Regions from separate parts of the Mus musculus genome. Here region 1 is linked to region 2. Evidence: chromatin contacts called from public promoter capture Hi-C data. All regions are on one chromosome and are shown on one strand. The core of a region is the stretch at or near the end of the contact, and the rest is flanking DNA. Distances in the headings are between cores, read along the strand shown.

The links. Capture Hi-C pulls out chosen DNA fragments and counts their contacts.
Region 1: a promoter capture Hi-C map of adipose tissue shows a contact between it and region 2, with 4 times the contacts expected there. The contact joins the promoter of Srm here to the promoter of Per3 in region 2. A contact is called at or near these places in 1 of 39 promoter capture datasets (liver) and 1 of 9 other capture datasets (adipose tissue).

The regions. Positions count from the first base shown.
Region 1 is chr4:148,588,508-148,595,120 of GRCm38.p6, forward strand. It overlaps Srm (spermidine synthase), which reads left to right and starts at 3,006. Exons shown (of 7, transcript NM_009272.4): 1 at 3,006-3,279; 2 at 3,537-3,657; 3 at 3,975-4,067; 4 at 4,781-4,934; 5 at 5,261-5,490; 6 at 5,576-5,698; 7 at 5,780-6,112. The coding sequence starts at 3,113. The coding sequence ends at 5,800. It also overlaps a transcript of Masp2 not described here.
Region 2 is chr4:151,040,582-151,046,285 of GRCm38.p6, forward strand. It overlaps Per3 (period circadian clock 3), which reads right to left and starts at 4,084. Exons shown (of 21, transcript NM_011067.3): 1 at 3,527-4,084; 2 at 2,978-3,123; 3 at 2,095-2,210; 4 at 691-892. The coding sequence starts at 3,651. Gm38529 reads left to right here and starts at 4,272. Exons shown (of 2, transcript XM_017320565.2): 1 at 4,272-4,447.

The sequences.
Region 1 (6,613 bases), core at 1,756-4,255, 2.5 Mb before region 2:
AACCTTACCTAGCATTTAGGAGGAAGAAGCTGGCAGGTCTTTTGAGTTCTTTTTTTGTTTGTTTGTTTGTTTTTTTCGAGACAGGGTTTCTCTGTATAACCCTGGCTGTCTTGGAACTCACTCTGTAGGCCAAGCTGGCCTCAAACTTAGAAATCCCCCTGCCTCTGCCTCCCACGTGCTGGAATTAAAGGTGTGTGCCACCACAGCCCAGCTGAGTTCTTTAAAAAAAAAAGGCTAAGACTGGAGAGATGGCTTAGCAGTTAAGAGGGCAGGTTTTTCTTCCAGAGGATCTGGGTTCAGTTCCCAGCACCTACATGGCAGCTCGCACCGGTCTGTAACTCCTGTTCTAAGGTATCTGACTACCCTCACACATGCGGGCAGAACACCAGTGCACATTTAAAAAAAGAGAAGACTCTCCAGTGTTGACTGCCTGGCCGGTCTGTACAGTGACAGCCACCGTGTGGCAGCCCCTTGGCCAGCAGCCACCGTTCACTGACAGGCTCAGCTTGTCACTGTCCCAGCCTTCCTTCCCTTGTGCACATCAGCACTCCTGACTTCAGAGACAAATCAGTTTTCTGCCTGGCTTCTGAGTGTCTATATCACTGTGGTTTTCCGTGGACTGGTTAGTGAGACTAAAGGCAAAACCGCAGGCCTTCGTCCAGGTCCCCAGCTGGCTGGCACTTTGGGCCACTGGGCACTCTGGAAGATTTCTGCTTACATGGCTTCATTTAGTTTTGTTTAAGACAAAACCGTTTGGGGAGTTTGCATTCCTAGTTTTTGGTTCGCTTGCTTTAGTTTTTTGTTTGGATTTGGGGGTTGGTTGGCTTTTTAGTTTTTTGGTTTTGTTGTTGTTTTGTTTTGTAGAGAGGGTTGCATTGTGTATCGTTCTGAACTCACTATGTAGACCAGGCTGACCTTGAACTTACAGAGATCCAAACATGCCTCTGCCTCATTAAGTGCTAGAATTAGAGGTATGGACCACCATGCCTGGCTTTACTTGCCGTTTTTCCAGTATCGGAATCTTCCTAAATCTGACAGGTGTGGTCAATTCAGTCTTCCTAGAGGGCACATTCCGGAACAACTTTGCTCCCTCTCTTACTTCCTAGGGGAGGAATGTAATGGATTCAACTCAGCCCGCCCTCAGGGGCTGCCATCTCCAGGAAGCATCCCTAGCCTTCTGGCAAGCTGCGTTCTGGCTCGGGGCCTCTGGCAAATAAACAGCCATCCATAGCCCAGAGGCAGAACTGTGCTGGTTGGTAAGTACGGAGGCTGCTCAGTAGATAGTCTTGAGTCCACAATGTTGGTATTCTGTTTGGACTCCGCCCCCATAGTTACCTGGTAACAGCCAGGTATGCTCCTCCCCACAGTTAGGCCTGGCCCACTATAAAAAGGGCTGCTTTCCGCCCCCCCCCCCCCGCCCTCTTCTCTCTTATTCTTTCCTCTCTCTGCATCTCTGCATTCCCTCTGCCCCCTCCCCTTTTTCCACGTTGGCCTCTATTTCTCTACTCTCTCCCTCTCTCTGCTTCTACTACCCTCTTAACTCCCCTCCCCATGCCCTAAACTGTTCTATACTATACCTTGTAGCTGGTCCCTCAGGGGGAAGGGATGCCTTGGCATGGGCCCGCTGAAGCACCCTCTTCCCCCATCCCTCACCACACCCCCATAAAACATATTCTTATACCTCTTTATCTTTTTTTTTTTTTTTTTTTTTTTTTTTTGGTTTTTCGAGACAGGGTTTCTCTGTGTAGCCCTGGCTGTCCTGGCACTCACTTTGTAGACCAGGCTGGCCTCGAACTCAGAAATCCGCCTGCCTCTGCCTCCCGAGTGCTGGGATTAAAGGCGTGCGCCACCACTCCCGGCTTCTTTTTAAAAAAAAAAAATTTTTTTTTTAGATTTATTTATTATTAAATGTAAGTACACTGCAGCTGTCTTCAGACACACCAGAAGAGGGCATCAGATCTCATTACGGATGGTTGTAAGCCACCATGTGGTTGCTGGGATTTGAACTCAGGACCTTTGGAAGAGCACTCAGTGCTCTTAACTGCTGAGCCATCTCTCCAGCCCCCCTCTTTATCTTTTTATGTACACAACACATGCTGTCCCCGTCAAGTTCGTAAAACTGGACACGAATCTCCATCTGAGCCATTGTGACCCTGGATGCCCTGGTAGCAACTTTGTAGACCTCCCTCCCTCCCTCCGTTTGCGAGCTTGAAGTCAGCCAAGGCAGGGACAGGGCTCCAAGCAACAGCTCATGCCCTTCAGCTGTGCGTTATGACAAGGGGACATGCTCCCACTCCAGGTGGAGGCTGCTGAGTATCAGTCAGAAACCGTCCCTGACACCGTGTCAGGAATAGCTTATTCGTGGTTCGTCTTCCTTCTTTGGCATTCAAACTGTGTATGGAGCAATTAGCATTTAATATTCGGTAATTAGCATGCTTAATGTGATTCTGATAAGTTCCTTGACATTTTCATAAAAACAGCCACGTTCCCTCCCACCCTTCAAGGAGCAAGACCCAGTTTGTAAAAAGAAAAAAAAAGCCGCGCCAGTCTTTTTTGGTTTTGAATATGCATGTGCGGGGCCTCAGCTGGTAAATTTAGAAAGAGCTCCATTCTTATTCTGCAGCCACCCGCTCCTGGCTGACAATCCGGAGCAAAGTAGCCAAATGGCGCGACAATCCTCGCAAGTAAATAAAAGTCCCATGTGCGCCCAGACTAGACACGATCTGCTCAAACCCTACGGGGGTCCAAGGATGGGCCCCAGCCCTCGAACCGCTGCGCCGGCGCGGCCCGCCCCGGAACCCTCCCGCCGCCAGGGCCTCTCCCCACGTGGCCCGGCAGCCGGCCGCACTACCCTGCTGCGGCTGACAGACAGCACGGCCCAACCAATCACTGCTAGTTGCAGCCCGGGGAGCCAATGAACTCCTGGTGAAGCTGCGGGCCGGCCCACGCCGCCATTGGAGAGCCGGGGTCCCGCCCCTCCGTAGGCCCCGCCCCCGAGCGGGTTAGGTTGCGGCGCGGGCAGCGGGCAGAGCTGGTCACGTTGTGCTGGGGGGGGTCCGCGCGCCCTGCAGTCCCGAACCCGCTACGCGCTCCGTCGGCCCGCCCGCCCGCCATGGAGCCTGGCCCCGACGGCCCAGCCGCGCCCGGCCCCGCCGCCATCCGTGAGGGCTGGTTCCGAGAGACCTGCAGCCTGTGGCCCGGCCAGGCCCTGTCGCTGCAAGTGGAGCAGCTGCTTCACCACCGGCGATCGCGGTACCAAGACATCCTCGTCTTCCGCAGGTATGGCCCGCCGCGCGCCGGTGCAGCTGTCAGAAGTTCTGCGCTGGGCCCGGCCCTGCGTCCACGTGTCACTATCGGGACACGTCAGCCGAGGGGACCCCGGGACCCACCCAGCCCCCACACGTGGCTCGCCTGCCACGTGTCACCCCGAATGCCCACCCCTGGACCCCATGGCGGCCACGTGCACGCCCAGGGAGGACAGGGACCTAACCTCCCAGTGTCCCAGGACCCACGTCCCCGACTGTCTCTGCCCGCAGTAAAACCTACGGCAACGTGCTGGTTCTGGATGGCGTCATCCAGTGTACTGAGAGGGATGAGTTCTCCTACCAGGAGATGATCGCCAACCTGCCGCTCTGCAGCCACCCCAACCCGCGGAAGGTACCGCATTGCCCCTGGGTTCAGCCCTGAGCTCGGGGTCCTAGAAAAGCATGTCGGGCTGACACTAGGTGAGGATGTTTGGGGGCAGATGCTACCCAGATGACTGTCAGAAAATGCGGGTCGGTCAGGATGAATAGAGCTCCTGGGAGAGCTGGTCTCCTTAGAAGCCCCGAGAGGGGAACCCAGGCTGCCAGGAAGGACCCCGTGGCACAGAAGCGTTCTGGAGAGTAGAGAATGACTCAGAGTCCTGTAGCTGGGAAGATCAGGTTCTGTGGGAGTGGGCCTGCTCAGTCCTGACTTGTCCTTCCCTGGCCCAGGTGCTGATCATCGGGGGTGGAGATGGGGGCGTCCTACGGGAAGTGGTGAAGCACCCCTCTGTGGAGTCGGTGGTCCAGTGCGAGATTGATGAGGTGGGTGCAGTCCAGGAGGCCTGGATTTGAGTCACCAGAGTCAGCTCTGTCCCATCCTGACTCTGCACCCCGAGGCGCAATGTTCTTACCATCCCTGCCCTGTTTCCTCAGTCTGAAAAGAGGGTTCAGTAGGAAAACCAGATTGTTAAGGCCTGGCACACACCACACCATGGATGTTAACTCTTAGTGCTTTCAGAGCCCAGGCAGAGCCAGAGAGCTCAACAACTTATGGCATCTCCCCTTGAGACCCAGCATGGTTTTAGTGAGCACTTACTGTATGCTGAGTGTTACCCAAGGTGCTGGGTTGATACGGCCATGGACAGGTGAGCCCCTGAGTGTAGAGCTGGTGTTTGGGTTGGAGAAGACACCATAACACAGCATGACATGATGAGGCCAGACAGGGATAAAAGATATGGAGAACACAGGCTGATAGGAAGTGTGCAGCCACGCATGCTTACAGCCCCAGCACTTGGGTAGAAGCAGGACGATCAAGAGTTTGAGGCCAGCGTGAGTTATCTGAGACCATCTCTCAAAAATGCAGAAGCTCAGATGGGACTTGGTCTGCAGGGAGTTGAGGCCTGAAAACCATGAAGAGCTGAGGTGGTGTAGATCTGGGGGAAAGGGTTTTCAAAAGAGAAGACTTGTCCAAAGAAACCCCACCAGGAGTCCCCAGCCTCTAGTCCAGCCCAGCCCTTCCTCTCCCCCCTCTTCAGGATGTCATTGAAGTCTCTAAGAAGTTCCTGCCTGGCATGGCCGTTGGCTTCTCCAGCTCAAAGCTGACTCTCCACGTGGGCGATGGCTTTGAGTTCATGAAACAGAACCAAGATGCCTTTGACGTCATCATCACCGACTCCTCAGACCCCATGGGTGAGCCAGGGCACGCGCGTCCTGCAGCACACAGCAGCCCCAGACTAGAGCCATGTGATGATGGAGGCCTGAGGACGGTGGGGGTCTAGCCTTGGTCCATAGTGACCTCTGCTTCCTCTTTGGCTTCTTCCCTGTGCTTGTTGGCCAGCATCCGGGTGTGCTATGGTGCAGTGGGGGAGGGTTTGAATGCAGGGCCTCCCAGGTGCTAAGGCAGTAGGGGGCCACATCCCACAAACATGGGTCCAGCACCTGCTTTGCCACTGAGCTGCTGTGGGTGACTGTGGCCTGGAGGTCTCAGGCAGGATGGCCATGCTCTACCCCTCTAGGCCCTGCTGAGAGCCTCTTCAAGGAGTCCTATTACCAGCTCATGAAGACAGCACTCAAAGAAGATGGCATCCTGTGCTGCCAGGGTGAGTGCCAGTGGCTGCACCTGGACCTCATCAAGGAGATGAGGCACTTCTGCAAATCTCTCTTCCCCGTGGTGGACTACGCCTACTGTAGCATTCCTACCTATCCCAGCGGCCAGATCGGCTTCATGCTGTGTAGCAAAAACCCGGTGAGCTGGGGGTGACTGCCTGCAGGGTGGGGCGAGGGCAGGCACTAAGAGCCCCATCTTGATGCTCTTTGTCCCTGGTTCCCAGAGCACCAACTTCCGGGAGCCAGTGCAGCAGTTGACACAGGCCCAGGTGGAGCAGATGCAGCTGAAATACTATAACTCGGACATGCACCGTGCCGCCTTCGTACTGCCCGAGTTCACCCGGAAGGTGAGTGGCCTGCCAGGCTCCCTGCTGGGCCTCATCCTGCACAGCTTGCACATCCTCCTGACTGCCTTCATGTCCCACCAGGCCCTCAATGACATAAGCTGAATCCAGGTGCCACTGTGACACCACCCGAGACCTCAATCGGATTGGACCAAGGATCTTCCAAGTTGTCTGGGGACCACCAGTCCTGGACCAGACTCCCAGATGACTCTTGCCCACCAACCAAGTGTTACAGGCCCCACGATGCTGCCTGGCCTGGCCTGGCCTGGCCTGCCCTGCTGGGTGGACTCAGTCTCTGTCTGTCTATCTCTGTGGCGTTCAGCCCCACGCCTATACCAGCTCTGTACAGCACCGCCTATGCCCTGTGACCCAACAAAATACATGTGTATTTATAACAAGCTCAGTCATGACCTCTGACCTTTTCATTTTTGTTCCTACCAGTGGTACTGCCGGATGTTGGGTGTTCTGTGAGCTCTAGGGAGCCTGCTCTAGGGCCCAGTGTAAGGGTCCAGGTAGGGCAGCCTGAAGCTATAGCTTTTCAACTGCCCACGGGCAAGAGTGTTCCTAGCTTATGGATTGAAGCAGGGTGCATCATACTTTCTCAGTGAGGCATTGCTTCTGCTGTGGATATAAACCTGAGTTCAAATCCTTCCCAGGTTTCCAAAGTTACCTGCATGGGCCTGGCCTCTCTCCGAGGTGCTGAACCTGACCCTCCACTGCATCGCAGCCTCTTGCTGGAACCAAGGCTCCGGTTTCTGGAGAGGAGCGAGTTACGGGTCTTCGTGTCTGCTCTCCCCACAATTGCATGTAAGGCTCGCTAGAGCAGGAGTCACCAACCCTTTCCTGCCCTCGCCAAGGGGCACGGAGGGGAAATGATGGGAAAATTGTGGGTTAGCAGGGTCTCCAAGGCAGTTGGCC
Region 2 (5,704 bases), core at 2,834-5,333:
TAAGGAGCAACGAGCGACTTTAAAAAGAAAATCACACGGACAGAATGTCACAGAGAAAACTGTGGCCAGGCAGATCTGTTCAAGTAAACCAACAATTCTCAAGGCAACCAAGTTACTGGATCCATGAACTTTCAGGGGCCAGAAAAAGGGAATCCGAGCTCTCAGAATCTTACCTATAAAGTCACATCTATTAGACAAAGACATCATGGAGTCAACACAAGAAGAAAGTATGTCTTTCTAATTCAGAGGGAAGAGATCCTGTACCAACCAAAGCTATTTTTCATACAGAGTATGTGAAATCTCACTAAGTAAAAAGAAATGCATTGGTCTGTTAGTTATTAAATGATAAAAATACTATTTTGCTGTGCTTTTTTAAAAAAGAAGAAGAAAGCCTATAGCTGTGGTACGTGTCTTGAAATCCACACTCAGGCAGAGATGGGCACATCGCAGAGTTTGAGGCCAGCCTGGTCTACAATGCAAGTTCCAGGACAGCCTTGGCTACACAGAAAACCTTATCTCAAAAAACAAACCAACACCAAAGAAATAAAATAAATAACTACATAAACTAAATAAATAAATAAGGGAAATGACATGGATTATATGTTGAAAGTAACATGTTAACGTCTGTTCTATTTCCGAGAGAACAACCCGATCTTAGTGCAAGCCACTCAAGCAACATTGGTCTCATACCTCTTTGGGTCCAGTTGTTCCAGAAAGGAAGCTGAGTTGGAGCAGTGTGCGCGTAGAACGCCCTCACGTCTTGAGGGGCAAGCAGGTCGACAAAGTGCACGCTCTTGAGGAAACCCCTCTTAGAATTCAGGATCAAAGCAGCCTGCTCAGAAATGTGCACTAACCTTCCAGACAGAAACGAAAACACGGCCGCGAAGGTATCCTGCAGGAAATATTTAAAACAGACACGGAAGAACTCACAGACAACGCCTCTGCAAAGTCAGGTTCTTCAGGATTTCTATCACGACACATACACCCAACACGCACACACTTGTAAAGATAAAAAGCTTCCTAGTTTTCTCCAGCATGCTCCTTAACAACTACTATAAAAAGCCTACCATGCTTCCTAAAAGTCTAATCTCTATGCCAGAAAGCCCACACCAGCTTCCATGCAGACTAAATATATACAGAGTGCACACACTTTTCTGCAAACTGCGCTCCCCACCAGGAGGGACTGTCTTCTTGTCAGCAGACTCTGCGCTTAAAGCCCAAGCTCAAGCACTCCTCCTCCACAAAGCTGCCCCTGACAGACCCCATTACATAAGAATTGCATCTCAGACCTGTTTTATTAGCCACTAAGTTCATTTGTAACCAGCCATTGTGCTTCCTAGCACGGACTTGTTTCCCTGTCTAGACGGACTGCGAAGATTTTAGAGGGCGAATGTTTTCTTAAAACTTGCTCTTTAAACACCTACCACATCACTGTGCATGTTAGCAGAACAGGCTCTATTATGTAACACTACACAACTCCTGTTGTAGAACTATAAAAAATCATTAAGTTATGATGATGTTGGAGTCTAAATACCAAATGAAGGGAATCTCCACCATCAACACACTATGAGGCTTAATTACTCTGTCAACAAGAAGAGATTAAAAATATAAATATACCACTAAATTTCTCTTCTAAAATGTCACTACAGAAATGACATCTCAACTCACCTGTACTACAAAGTCCAGTGGTTACAACTTGAGGAAGTAGGTATTGGAACTAAGAATGATATAAATAGAAAGTAACAATTTGGAGATTAGAATACGATGCAGGAAATTACTCTGCCACGTTTTGCTTGTTGCTTTTTTTTTTTTTTTTTTTTTCTTTTTCTGTGAGAGAACAGGGGATGCTGAGGGGGAGGGCATTACCTGCTGGCTAAGCACAGGAAACTATGATACAGCACAAGGGGCCAGGGGTCGCGTCTACCTTCAGACAGGATCTCTGGTATGGGCAGGAGACCTCATAGTACCTTTTTAGAACTTTCACCCTTTTTTTTTTCCCTCAGCAAGTGAAACTTCCAGTGACTATTTTAACACCCAGAAAAGGTCCCTAGGAAGAGTCACCAGGTGGAGATGGCAAAACTCATTAAATCTTACTGTGTTCTTAGAAGTATGTTCAGAAGCCAGAGCGGTGAGGTCCTCAAGACTGTATACAGTCACATCTGCCTGGTGTGCTCCGCGTGGACCGAGACTCTGGAAAAAGTCACTGTTTGCTAAGAAAGACAGGGAGATAGACACACAGAGTGGTGACAAGCGTATCTTTAAGAAGTCATTTCTCAGCACGCTAAGGTTGGTGTATTTCCTTAGATGACGATCCCTTACGTGGGTTTCCCTCAAAACCAGGTGATTTTTTTGTTTGCATCAAGGATATGGTTAGGAATGCAAGGTTAGGTATGCAAACTCAAGACTATGAGTTTTATGAATCCTGCCTGCTCTGGGTTACAAGGAGCAAGATTCACTAGAAGTTCTAAAGCTAGTTAATAAAATCAAAGTCCAGATACACACATATATTTTTTTAATGGAGGAAACACTAGAATTCACAAACTATTGATCACAGACTGAGCAAAGCGGTTTCTGCTGGGGGAAGGAAAAACATTTGTTCTTTGATTTAGTCTATTTTGTATATACTACAACTGCATTTCCAAAGTGTGTGCATGACAGAAAAAAACAACCCAGACATGTATTTGCTCGTGTAATCTCCATGGAAGGCAATGCTCCTTGAAAAAGTCCTCTGAGTTTTACTTAAACTGCTCAACTCTTTACTCTTGCAACAGATAGGCACAATATTGCACAGTTACTAAACTGTCAGACAAATAACGTTCTGCTGGCTTTTCAAACTTGGAAAGCCTAAAGCACCACTTACATCAGCTTTAGACTTGCTTGTCTTGGCTACAAATAAAGCCCAAGCCTCTGGAGGCTGGAGTTCCACTGCACATGAGGACTGAGCCCAGCGCCACCCTATTCGCTGCAATGCATTTACCTTGCACACTGTGTACACAGCGCAGGGCATAGTTAAGAGCATCTAGGGTACTGGGCTTAGTGTGCCTCTCGGCTGGGAAATACTTTTTCATTTCTTGGACAACCATTATAAGCTCTTCAGACATTCTGTTTCGGTCTTCGTGTTCACTGAATAGGAAAAAAACAAACAAGAAACCGTAATGGTGGACACTCAAGGAATATCTGATTTTTAGGGATGTCTGGCCACCTCAACTAGCCCAGGTCACAGGTTTAATGCCCTTTCTCTTCCAGGTAGGGGACATTCTACACTTTCATTCTCCCTTCAGTCCCAACTCCGTCAAATTCTTTAACCACTTTCCTCTTTCTTTCCGTACTCTGGTAATTTAGTTTAGTAACATTCCCCCTCCCATCAATCCTCACCGAACTATTTGGAAGTTCCCTTTCAGGTCGCCTCCCCCCCCTACCGCGTCCCCGGGATCAAAAATACAATAAAAAGTTGTAAATCCTGCTTTCCCTGCTCCAGGGAAGGACAATAAACACAGAGGGTGGTGGGGAGACTTCCTAGCGTCACCTGTGGCTGCTGTCCACGCAAGTGCCCTGCAGAGGACCCTCCTGGCCAGACGCCCCCTGGAGCCCCGGTCCCCTAGTCTGGGGACAGTCGCCACCAGGTACTGCCGGGTCTCCACAGGGATCCATCCCGCCTGGCAGCCCTCAGCCTGCTTCTCTCAGTTTGCAGCTAGCAACCAAACCCGGCTTGTTTTGGTCCCTGCCATCGCCTTCGGGAAAGACTGGTCGCCGACCACGCTCATCTGAGGGGCACTTTTCTCCTCAGCATTTCCACAGACTCTGCTGGGGTGACGAGCTACAGCGACAGCTCGATGGCGGAAGCTGGCTGGACGGACCACCAGCGGGGCTCTCAGGGAGCGCGGTCAGCCTGCAACAACTTTTCCACCGTCCTTGCTGGGAAGCCGGCGAGCATCGAGAAACACCTCAGAGAGCAACGTCCGGCGTGACCGGGCAGAAGGCAGGGGCAGCAGCGCCCGGCCGTGCGGGCTCGCAGGCGTCCCGCCAGCCGAGCAACTCGCCGCCGCCCCGCAGAGCCTCGCCCACCCGCGGGCAGTCCAGTCTCGAGGCCGTCCGCGTGCCCAGTGGCCGCCGGCCCCGCCCCCTGCGCGCCAGGGATCCGGTCCCGCCCCTTCGCCGCGCGATTGGTCGCTGTTACCGGCAACACGAGCTCCCATTGGTCAGAGGGCGGGGTGCAGGTCGTGCACGGCGGGGGTTACATAACCGCGGGCGGGTGGGCGGGTGCAAAGGCCCCCGAGTACCTTACATAACGCGCGGGTCGGGCGAGGGCGGCTCTCGGCCAATCCTGGCCAAGTGGAGTGGCCTGGAAGACAACAGGGCCGGGCCGCGCAAGTCTACTGCCGGGCTTCCCGGAGGCGTGGCCTTGGGGCTGTCAGTCACGGGAGGGCGGGGTCCGCGCAGCCAACAGGTAAGTGGACCCGGTGGCGCTTGTGAGTCCGCAGGCCTCTGGGGCTCCCCGGTATCCCAGGAATGCAGTGCTTTGGGGTTCCCATTGTTTTCATCTTTCCAAAACTTGCTGCTTTCTCCCACCCGCCAATATAGGTGAGTGAACCCAGGTAGAATCCAACCGTATTTTCAGAAATACAAGTTTAATGGTACAAGGTAAGGTCCTTGGCTGCCCTCGAGTTACAGGTTCATTTGGCAACAGGAGTTAGATAGTATTGTAAGCGACGCTCTGTTTTCGAGGAAACAGCCAGGATGCTCCTTTTACATAACTGTCTCTACCCTTCAGAAACGAAAGGTACAGGGCAGAGCTCCAGCCTTCTGCTGCCTGGGTACATCAAGAACACACTCGGTAGTGGGTGGAGAGATGGCACAGCACTTGAGAGTTAAGCACCTACTGCTCTTCCTTTGGATGGTTCCCAGGCATCTTCTATCAGTGTCTCACAAAGTGCCTGTAATTCCAGTTATAGGAGATCCAATGCCCTCATCCATCAAGACACCTGCACAGTGAGCATACGCTATCCAGACATACACCACATAAATAATAAGATCTTTAAAAAAATACACTAAGTATTTGTTGGATGAATGAAAGTGTTCAGGCCAAAGGAGAAGGGGAAAATGCCAGAGAGCAAGTATCCACATTTCATATTGGGCAAATGACCGATTTTTAAAAAAAGTCTTTCTCCACACTGGATTACTCTACTCCTGAGTTCTTCAAGAAACATTCATTGTACGACCATTGGGTGCACATGTGGGCAGGGATTATTGTACTGAGGACAGAACCAAATTCTCTCATACTCAACATACAACACATGGATGATGCCTCAAAGTCAAGAAAGCCTAAGATGCTGGTAGGACATAAACTGGTAGGAATGGGAAGGACAGAGGAAGGAGGCAAGAGCCCCAGGGAACAGGCTGGAGGGTAAGGGAGGGCCGCTGAGAAGGGGAACTGAATCTGAGTGATCCTTTGGGGTGGGGGAAATGGGTGGGCTAACAGAACTGAAAAGCACTGTCCCTTTCAGGCCATCCTTGTGAAGTACAGGTTAGTCATTAAGAACCTGAAGCGAGGGCTAGAAAGACGGCTCAGTGCTTAAGAGCACTGACTGCTCTTCTGAAGGTCCCAAGTTCAAATCCCAGCAATCACATGGTGGCTCACAACAATCAATAATGAGATCTGATGCTCTTCTGGTGTGTCTGAAGACAGCTACAGTTACTTAGATAT